Linked DNA regions of Macaca mulatta: region 1 is linked to region 2. The links are chromatin contacts, called in public Hi-C maps. All regions are on one chromosome and are shown on one strand. The core of a region is the stretch at or near the end of the contact, and the rest is flanking DNA. Distances in the headings are between cores, read along the strand shown. Region 1 holds the start of PBX3 (PBX homeobox 3). Region 2 overlaps PBX3 (PBX homeobox 3).

Region 1 (5,612 bases), core at 2,932-5,431, 140 kb before region 2:
AAGACAGGCATCACAGAAAAGCTTCAGAGAGGTGGGACCCAATGTGGCTTTGAAGAATGGTCTAACTGTCCTTAACTTCCCTCCTCCCCTGCCTTGAGACCTGGATTCCTCTAATATAGCTGTTTATTCTCTCATTGTTAAGCACTTAGTTACTTATTTTCATTAATTTTTCAGTTTATCTGTTAAGGTCATGTGATTTATACTTCATAATTAAATAACTTTAAAAAAATTTTTAAGAGAAAGGGTAGCACTACATTGCTCAAGCAAGAGTGCAGTGGCCATTCACAAGTGTGATCGTAGCATACTGCAGCCTCAAACTACTGCACTCAAGCGGTTCTCCTGTCTCTGCCTCTAAAGTAGCTGGGACTACAGCTGTATGCCACCAGCCTGGCTAAATTCCTTTTTTGCACAGTGTTTTATATGGTAGTCTTTGCAGCCACATAGATCAATATTTGAATTAAAGCTCTAGTACTTACTGGCTTTGTGGTCTTGTGGAGATTTCTTACTCTGTCTCATTCTATTTCTTATTTAATAACAGTCCCAAGCAGGCTGTTGTGAGACTGTAATAAGATGAAGCAAGGGGACACAGAGGATAGTGTACCCCCAAAGAAAGTGCTCAATAATGGCATGTGCTGTGATAGTCACCATATTGATGACAGAGGCAATGGTGATGTTAATATAAACTCATAGAAAGGGATGGCCATGAAGGAACACCTACTTGGTTTTCACCACTTTGTCACTGTTAACTTTACATGAATGTCTGCTCACCAAAAGTCAATTTCATTTCCCTTGACATTTTAGTAATTACTACCTTAGAAACAGCAAAGACAGACCCAGGTACTCAGGGAACTTCTATTCTATCATCTGGGAAGGCATCAACCTTGTGACTCAGATTGTTGAGCAGAGGTCAGGCAATATTCTACATGAGACACTGGCACAAGCACAAGAGAATCTCGGAGCATCTGCAATTAGTTGACAGTTATATTGAGGCTTGGAAACCAATCTAAAGAAAGTTATGCTTTAAATCAATGGCAGTTGTCAATGAGCCTGTGAAGGAATCCTTGCTAGGGTCCTCAGGCTTCTACTGCAACTCATACTGATAACAACAAAAAGAGAAGACTCCCAAGCAGAAGGTCAGTCTAATTCAATCACTTAAGGCAGAATTATGGTATCAAGTTTCCACATCACTGAACGACCATGGGTTTAGAGGTGTGTACCATAAAATAACTGCGGGTGTTAGACGTTTAACAAGTTGTTTTATTCCTAATTGCTGGCATTTTCCTAACTGGTTTCTTAATTCTAATTTATGTTTTTATGTTCTGGTTTGTTTACATAGCCCATAGTTCCCAATTGCCTTTATTTGCTTAAGTGTTTCTTTAATTTTACTTACTTACTTCCTTTTTTTTTTTTTTTTGAGACTAAGTCTCACTCTGTCACCCAGGCTGGAGGGCAGTGGCATGATCTCGGTTCACCGTAACCTCCGCCTCCTGGGTACAAGTGATTCTCCTGCCTCAGCCTCCTGAGTAGCTGAGATTACAGGCGCCTGCCACCCAGCCCAGACAATTTTTTTGTATTTTTAGTAGAGATGGGGTTTCACCATGTTGGCCAGTCTGGTCTCAAACTCCTGACCTCGTGATCCATCCGCCTCGGCCTCCCAAAGTGCTGAGATTACAGGCATGAGCCACTGGCCTATTTACATTTTTATATATGTTGCTTTACTTACATAACTCATTGTTTGGAGTGGTCTAGACCTCTCAAACTCCTGACTTTGTGATCTGCCCTCCTCGGCCTCCCAAAGTGCTGGGATTACAGGCATGAGCCACCAACCTATTTACATTTTTATATATGTTGCTTTACTTACATAACTCATTGTTTGGAGTGGGCTAGAAATAACCATAAATCCTCATTGCTAATTAGCCTCATCCTCATGACTGATTAGTCAAGATTATGAGTCTAGAAGGAGGGCAGAGAGGAGTCCTAATAGTGAGTCACAGGATCATTGCATTTTAGAGCTGGAAGGAATCTCAGAATTTAAGACATCTTTCAGTTAGAATTCTGTGGTTTTGCATCTTCAGCGTTGGAGAATTATGAAAGGTTGACCGCTTGCTCCTGTGCCTTTTGGCAAAAATGCCTAAGGATCTGGTGACAGCTTTAAAAGACAAATTAAGAATAAAGGAAAAACCCAATCAATGACGACTATGAGTAACCCACAATGGGGGCTTGAAAGAAGAATTGGAAACTTGACATATCAATGGGGGAGAGAAGAGCAGGGAATATTAATGAACATGAAGGGGGTTCTTCTTTGGAGGTAAGTAAGCAGAGTGGATTTTTTGGAACTCCCTCCTCAGCAGCTGTGCAGTTTGTAAGGATTTTAGCTTGCCTAACTGTAAGCTTAGCTATTAGCTTTGCAGTGGGGAGTATTTAAAAGTACACACAACATATGAAGGAAAGAACCTGGAACCGAGTAGCCTGCTTCATTCCAAGAATCCATCTGGCATTTAAAGAACTGCTTGTCCTACATTAAACCCTGCAGAGTAAGAGCCATTTTTCATATCCTCATACCCCTATTTTTGGTTTCAGGTAAGACAGCATACTGAGTTTGGGGAAGGAACAAGGAGACTTTTCCGAACCACCGAACCAAAGGACTCATCTAGTGTGAACTTCATGAATCTAAAATGGGGAATACACATTTAAACCCCTATTTGGGAAATCAGCTTAAGAGCAATCTCAAGTCTCCACAAGAGGCGGAGGTCCATATTCCAAAATAATGTGAGCCTTCAGTTATTTGTAGATAGAATACAATGGAAGAAGGGGTGTTACAGATACAAAAAATCGTGGCCGGCGTTACCAACATTAAATGACTCGTGGTGATGGGTAAGTTGACAAGTGAAATCCAGTCTCTTCCTGAACAAATGTATCTTTGTAATGAAGAGCTCGTTTTTGCAGCTTCGGTGCATCCGGAGGCATCGAATAGCAAATGCTGCCAAAAGAGTAGTCCCTGGATTATCAGGAGTTGCAGAGTGTGTAAAGTGTTGTAAACCTTGAAATTAGTCCTGGACTGAAGGCACTTTCCCTCCTCCCAGACTCGCTTCCCTCTGACACATTTCCCCTTGCAAAAGAAAGTCTATGGCACTCAGGTCCACTCAGCTCAGACTTCAAGCACGTGAGAGATCACAGGATCCCACCTCAACTGGTCACCCATTGCGGGACAGCGAAAGGCCCCGGTGCTGGCGCCAATGCTGAGCTGCGCCCTCTCGGTTACCGTGGCGACCGCAGGCGGGGCTAGGCCCCCACTCGCCGCTTCCCCGCCTCTGCCCAGGACCTTTCGAAAGCTCCAATTGGGACAACCCTTGCTTGCCTCTGTCCCGCCCCATTCGGCTCTAAGCGCTTTGCGATTGGCCCGGGACGAGCGGCCTGGTACCCAGAGGGCACCACCTCCTGACAGGAAGAGCGGGAAAGTGCACCAGGCGCTGTCCGAGGCGTGAAGCTCACGGGTGCGGCGGGGGAGCACACGGTTGGCTTTGGAGCGAGTTGCCCCCTGTCCCATATACAACCCCCCGCTCCCATGACTGTCAAAAGCATGGAGCAGGAGTCGGGGTGCGGGCACAGCGTTTGTGGGCCGGCCCGGTCTATCCCGGGGGGTTCGGACGTGACGAGACTAGAGCAAGGATCCAGCGGCGCACTCCGAGGAGCGGAGCATCAGGGGCCAGAGGGAACGGTCCGGGACCGGGGGGCGGTGCCGGCGGCGGCGGCGGGAGGCGCAGGACCCAATGAGCGCGCGCGCCGCCCTGGGGGCGGGGTCTGAGGAGCGCTCCCCCGCCCTCGCCGGCCCCCGCCCCTCCCCCCGGCGCCGGGCCGCAGTGAGTGAGTGGCACTGGCAGCCTGTCAATCCCTCGGCCCAGCGGCCTTCCAGCCCGGTCCGCGGCGGCTGCTGGCTGGGTGCGCGGCTCCGGCGGCGGCGGCGGCGGCGGCGACTTCTCCCGCCCTATCCATCCGCTGTCCGCCCAGCGCGCGGCCCTCCAGGGCCCTCCTCCGGGCTGCGCGTCCCCGCCGCCTCTGCCCGCCTGCTCCCAAACTTTCCTCCTCCGCCCCCCTCGCTCCCCGCGGCCCGCCCGCAGGCCTCCTCCTCCGCCGCCGCCCGCCGCCGCCGCCGCTGCCTCCCCCGGGGCCGCCGGGGCTCGGATCCCGCCCGGCCGAGGCGGCGGCGGCGGCCGAGGAGGGCAGTGCGCAGGCTGGCGCGGGGGGCGGCGGGCGTCCCGGCAACTCGGCGGGCGCTGAGGAGCAAGTTGCGCGGGGCCGCCCGGCGGGGCGCGCGGCGGCGAGGAGGCGGCACGGCGGCCGCGTGAGGGCAGCGGGCGCCGCCGCCTCGGTCTCCGCCACCGCCGCGGAGCCCGGCGCTTCCGCCCGCCGCTTCTCCTCAGCCTCGGCGGCGGCGGAAGCCGGAGCCGGGCGCCCGTCCGCATCGCCTCAGCCGCGGGCCCTGCCTGCCGGGCCGCCCCCTCCCCGCGCGGGCGGGGAGCGCGCGGCCGCCTCCCCCTCCCCCTCCCCCTCTTTCTTCTCCTCCCTCGTCGCCGCCGCCGCCGCCGCCGCCGCCGCCTCAGCCTTCGCCTCAGCCGCCGCCCGCTCCCGCCCGCGCGCGGCGGGATGGACGATCAATCCAGGATGCTGCAGACTCTGGCCGGGGTGAACCTGGCCGGCCACTCGGTGCAGGGGGGCATGGCCCTGCCGCCTCCCCCGCACGGCCACGAAGGGGCGGACGGCGACGGCAGGAAGCAGGACATCGGCGACATCCTCCACCAGATCATGACCATCACCGACCAGAGCTTGGACGAGGCGCAAGCAAAGTTGGTGTCGTCTCATTAAGCATCTTTTGTGTGTGTGCGGGAGCCGGGCCCGCGGCGGAGTCGGGGCCCGGGGTGGCGCCCGGGGCCAGGGCCGCAGCCCCCGGCGGGGAACTTTCTCCGAAAGCCGGCCGCCCGCCCCGGCCTCGGGGGGACTTGCCCGCGCCCCTCGAAGCGGGCGGGAGTCGGCAAAGTTGCTCTGGGGGGCTCGGGACAGACTCGGGGCGGCGCGGATTCCGTGGCGTCCTTTTCCCCGTCCTGCCCCTCGCAGCCCGGCCCCCTCCCACGGATTTAAACCTCCCGCCCCGACCCCCGTGCGGGCCGTGCCGCCGGGAAGTGCAACTTTCTTCTCCGGCCGGGAGTCCAGGCGCCGGCTCCCGTGGCCGCGGGACGACCTCGCGATGCGGGCGGCCACCCGGGCCCGGCGCTGGGCGATGGGCGATTTCCTGGCGGGTCCGGGTGCGGACGGCCAAGTTCTTGGGGAGGGAGGGCCGCCTTGCAAACTTTGCCGAGCTGTCCCCCTCCTGCTGGCCGCAGTCGGCCGACTGGCAGCGTCGCGCTGGCTCCCTCTGCCCAGGAGCGGACGCGGGAGCCCCTCCGCTCTCGTCCCCTCCTCCGGGTCGCCTTCGTCTGCCCCTGGGGCGAGGCTCCCCGCGCGGGTTCGCGTCTGCGGTGGCCGAGGCTGCTGCCTGCCGGGCAGATGGGTCCGCCTCGTTCCGGCTGCAGCTTTCGCCGCCGGGGCTTGCACAAGGCTGTCGGGAACTAGTCAAC
Region 2 (5,246 bases), core at 1,251-3,750:
AGTGTAGCAGTAGCACAACCGTAGCTCCTGCATCTTGGAACTCCTGGCCCTCAAGTGATGCTCCTGTCTTGGCCTCCCAAAGCCAAATTTTAAAATGATTACTTAGATGTATAGAAATCCTTATTTGAGTCTAGACTTACAAATCCTTAAGAGCCTTAATAATTTCCTACTCTAATGTTTTTTTGGGGAGGAGTAGGCCAATTGGGTGGATTTGGGAGGATCCATTATCATTAAGTATTTACCAAGGGCTGGGTGCAATGGTTTATGCCTATAATCCCAGCCTTCAATCCCAGCACTTGGGGAGGCTGAGACAGGAAGATCATTTGAGGCCAGGAGTTCGAGACCAGCCTGGGCAACATAATGAGACTGCATCTCTGCAAAATAAATAAATACATAATAAAAAATAAAATGAAAATTAAAAAATAGCCAGGTGTGGTGGCTCATGCTGGTAATCCTAGCTACTATGGAGGATGAGGTGGGAGGGTTGCTTGAACCCAGGAGTTTCAGACTGCAGTGAGCTGTGATCACTGCACTGCAGCATGGGGGACAGGGAGAACCTGTCTGGAAATTTTTTTTTTATTTTTACTAAATTCCAGTCTGCAATTTTGGATTACAGATGTAATTCAGCAATGAAAAAGTTTAGAACTTTGTAAACATTATTTCAGTTTTAGAAATCTAATGTTACAAAAAAAGACTTGTGTCTCAAATGAAGAGTTTTATCAGGCTTTGTGTATCTCTCATTACTTAGGAGGGCAATAGAAGTTAAATATATAAGAGCTGAGCTGCTTCTCTCATTTTGTAGTTTCAGCTGCCTGGTCTTTAACATTGGTTCTATTTTTTAAGTGAGTGGTTGGGTATTTGTAAAGAAGGCTCTATAGGTTACTGGAAACATGCTCTGTGATCACTACAGAAATCATGCACACTTCAACAGATTTAGAATTGAATTTAGAACCAAAGAATGAAGGAGTTTATTCTTTCATCTTAAGACTTGGATGTTGTCAATTAGATATTAGACGGTAGAAGTTATATATTGAGTTTCTTCATTTTGGATAGCCCATGGCTCTGTAAGCTTAGTTGGTATTTTGCCTGCATGTAGATATGGTCTGTAGTTATTCAAGCTGTGTTTTTTAAACTTAGGTTTTAAACTGAAATTACTTTAGTCGCTATATACCCCCATTTCAAGCACTGCAGAAAATGGGGAAAAGAACTCTTAAATGATGTATTTGAAAAGTTGCTGTTTTAGAGAAGTATTTGCAACATTAGAAATCTGACAGAAGGTCCATTTACATAAATGTTTAACTGAAGACACAGAAACATGTACCAAAATGAAAATGTTTCATACATTAATTTGCTGCAGAAGGAACTAACATAACAATTAGAATAACATTCTGCCTACTTAGATTTAAATTTCCTAGGGCAGCGATAATACATAGTGTTGATGTAGTTTAAGTCTTTTAATATATACAATCGTTTATTCTGTTGTTAAAATGAATTCTAGTGTTTTAAAACATTCAAACATGGTAAACTTACGTAACTAGAAAAAGGTGTTAGGCTTACAGTTTCTAGTTCTCTCATCAATTTAAGTTCTCTCATCAGCTCAGGGTCCATCAGAAATACTTAAACAGTTTCTTTTCTAGCTTGGCAAAGAAATGATGTCTGTATTTTGTAATTGTGAAAATACCAGATGCTGTCATGAAAACAGTGAACCTAACTAATACAAAAGTAATCTATACGAGGCTATTTTGTTTTCTTGCCATTTTCAATCATTCTTGTCAGTGATACTTTTTTTCATGGCCAAGTTGGTAACCTTCCTTATAAGGAACACCCTAGCAACAACTAAATATATGCTATGACTTTTTTACACCAAGGACAAAATTGTGAATTTTTAAAATCAAATGGTTTCCATCCTAGTTGCGTAGCTGATCTCTTGACTTTTTTTAAATTTTTTCTTTTTTTGGCATGCTGATCCCAGTTGCATGGTCATATGTTGTAAACCACATGGAACTATTTCAAACTGTGATGGGGAATGTAGCAACTGCAAACATTCCTCCTTGAAGCAAGTGGTTGTCCTAAACTGAGCACTGTAGAATAAAAATGGAAACATAAAAATAGCAGTTGGAAAGATAAAACAGCATTTATAGTACTAATAAAACCGTTGTGGCTTCCACAGGAAAACATGCTTTGTAACCTAATGCTTACCTGAAAGGACTGTCGAGTTTCTGAGAGTTATAGCTGTTTTTGTAAGAGAAGCACAGAGATTTGCTTGAGGGCTGAGTGATAGATTCGCCTGCCTGAAGCATCCCAGTGTGTTTATACATGGCTTGTATGGCAGCTTTCATAAGACATTTACCCCATGATTTGCGATGAGCTTATGTGTGAATAATTAATGGCAATTAATCCTTAATTACAGTAATTAGGCAAGTCACAGGAAATTAAGCTGCAGCTGGAGAAGACCATGCCTGGGAAGAGAGGATTGGGGGCTGTGTGAACGTGCCATTTACTGACAGCATTACTAGGATGCGCAGTATTCAGCAGCTTTGGCATTTCTATTGGCAGCCTTGGGTAGGACAAGAGTGCTCTGCATTAGAAGCAATCTATAGTTGTCTACAAGAGTTTTAAGTTCAAGTGCCAAAATGTTGTGTTGCATATGGTGATTATCTAAGTTTATTGGTTGCCATAACTCAAATGAGTGTAATTGTTTTTGGCTTGATAACAGTGACATTAGAAACAGGAGCTTTTATGCATTCATAGGTTCTATTGGCATGAGCCATGATGCAACTTTTAGAAACAATTCATCCAGGTTTGCAATTATGAAGCAGATAATGTGATTGTCTAGAAATTGAGAAAATTTCAATCAAGAACAACAGAACCTATACTCTCTTGGTTGAGGAGTTAATTACTTTATTACTAGTTGTCTTTCCCAGTTAAGCAATGGGTAGTACACATTATACAGGAAATATTCATTGACTACATACTCCAAATGTAGGAAAGACTGAGACTGTAAAAATTTTAAATCATTCACACTAAATGCTAACAAATGCTAGTGTGGAAGAATCTAAAAAGAGTATTTTATAAACAAGCAAAGCAACCACTGCATAGAGAGCAGCACTTCCCTGTAAGTACCTTGTAAGAGATGTTTATGATCCTTTATTTGGGGATGCATAACTTCTTTCATCATCTATGGGGAATTAAAAAAATCATATGGCTATTGTATACCTAGATAAAAGCACGTAGAAAGAAGTATCATTATGACTTTCAGTATATTTTCATAATTAATTACAAATTTGAGCATGAGAAATACATTTACCCATTGAATTATAATGTTTATCATTCGTTTTTCTCTTTGCACTTCAGGGCACAACAAGAAGTTGGGCACACAAGTTCAGCTTAGGTCAACTATTAAAGTAACCCAGATTATGAATCTGTTACAGTCATACAGCTATTATAATAAGTAGGGTGCTCCTTGATACCAACACAACTCTTGAGAAAAGGATGCATTTGTCAGATAAAGTAGATAAAAATACATACATAGTATTGCTTTTATAAAGTTCTATCATTTAGTTGGAGATATTTGTAATGACTTCATCTTTTGTCCTAGAAAGGAAATTTAGGTTTTTTTTTCTTTATGGTTTGTGATCATAAATATTTAGGGCAATAGGCTATTTAGGTTATTAAATGTTAAATATGCAAAGCCTCTTTTTTCAAGAATATCTTTTCTTGTAAGACCAAATTGGTAGAGAGTGAAGTTATATGTACATATATAGATTATTCCCATCTGTACTTCTGGTTCACTTTAAAGAGGATGTAAGTCACGATATCCTAATAATGGTCTTGATTTTATAAATGATTTTTCCCCTTGAAATAAGCAACACATTCATTTTAATATGTAGAATCGGTTTGCTAGCAGGGCGACAGTTTAAAAAGGCTTCCAACTGTGACACAAGTGCAACCATATTGCTTCCTATTACTCGCGAAGGTAGTTGTTTAGAAGAGAGAATGTTCTCCCTGGAAATGTTTAAAGTGCTGTAATTTTATTTAGGATAATGAGGATTTATAACCATTTTGCCATATGAAAACCTGCCTTTAGACACAGTGAAATAGGCTGTTTTGGTTATTGAATGTTCTTAACTGTAGGGGATGTGTGTGTGTGTGTGTGTGTGTGTGTGTGTATGTGTGTGTTTTACAGCAATAAGTGTTTACATTGGGGATTGTGCTGGTTTATTCTATATGTTGGCCTGTGATAAATATTAAAATATTAAATGATTCCATTCAAGTTTGGCCCATGTAAATGTTTACATTTCTTTGTACATGGGATTTCGCTGTATTGAAATGTAACCAAACAGAAAGTCTTTGTTCTTGTTTATAAAAATGATGTTAATAGTGACTGCTAGGTATCCCTGGGGCCCTGAGTCCTTGCAACTTTGCTCATGTAAGTTGTACTGGAGGAAGTTATTTTGAATGATGGGTAGATAGTGCATGGGGAAACAGTTGTGATTAAAAAGTGTATAGCAGGATCTATGTTTTTAATATTAAGTGTGACATTAATGTACTATGTGTTATTAAAAACTATTCTAGAAAATGTAAATTTGACTTATATTGTTAATGCTATATTCTATAGCACTGTCTCAAAACCCACTGTGGAATGGTTTATATAGGCCTCTGCCTCTGATATGGGAGGGGGAAGAAAGGAACAGAACAGTTAAGAGATTTTTATCAGGTTTTTATCTCCTCACTGAAAATCTTAGCTCTCAAAACATTTCTAATTTCCCTCATTTGAAGGTTCAAACAGTTTGAAATTACTGCCCGTGGATTGTTCTTGACATCCCGAATGGTAAATTTGAGCTGTGGAAATGCTGGAATGTGTTTTTGTGCTTTTCCTGAACAAGGGAATTCAACGGGTAAATTACAGTCATTTACTGGAAGTGTAATTTACTGAGAGCCTTTAGGCAAATGCAGGAGAAAGGACAGCAGCAGAATGGAAAAAACCAGCATAAAAACTGTTTTGTGTATTTTTTCCCTTTTCCCATTAAGTATTTATTCACATAAGAGTTTTATGAATTAATGGATGGTCCTACAATTAAGACAGATAACCTTTATTCATTTTTACCACTGATAGATCAAGTATTTCAGATAGTGATTGCTGTGTGAAAATTACAACTTGAACATTTCTGAAAAATTTTTTTATTTTGCATTTAAATCCATCTTTGCCTTATTGAAGACTTGAAGACTTTAAAGAGACATTACTT

What was found. A called contact is a pair of places that touch in the nucleus more often than the background predicts.
Region 1: a contact with region 2 is called in a Hi-C map of fetal cortex germinal zone, with 4 times the contacts expected there. The contact joins the promoter of PBX3 here to the enhancer-like site in region 2. A contact is called at or near these places in 2 of 14 Hi-C or Micro-C datasets (fetal cortex germinal zone and fetal cortical plate).

What each region holds. Positions count from the first base shown.
Region 1 is chr15:21,991,906-21,997,517 of T2T-MMU8v2.0, reverse strand. It overlaps PBX3 (PBX homeobox 3), which reads left to right and starts at 4,181. Exons shown (of 9, transcript XM_015116821.3): 1 at 4,181-4,844. The coding sequence starts at 4,645. LOC144335117 (a long non-coding RNA gene) reads right to left here and starts at 3,107. Exons shown (of 2, transcript XR_013405564.1): 1 at 2,595-3,107; 2 at 779-962.
Region 2 is chr15:21,848,750-21,853,995 of T2T-MMU8v2.0, reverse strand. All of the region lies in intron 2 of PBX3 (PBX homeobox 3), which reads left to right. Among named protein-coding and RNA genes, the nearest start is that of PBX3, 140 kb to the left of the region's middle. Within about 2 kb of position 2,500, at least 2 of the 40 cell types and tissues checked have an H3K27ac peak or open chromatin away from gene starts, as enhancers often do. A contact at or near this core is called in fetal cortex germinal zone, where this site is marked.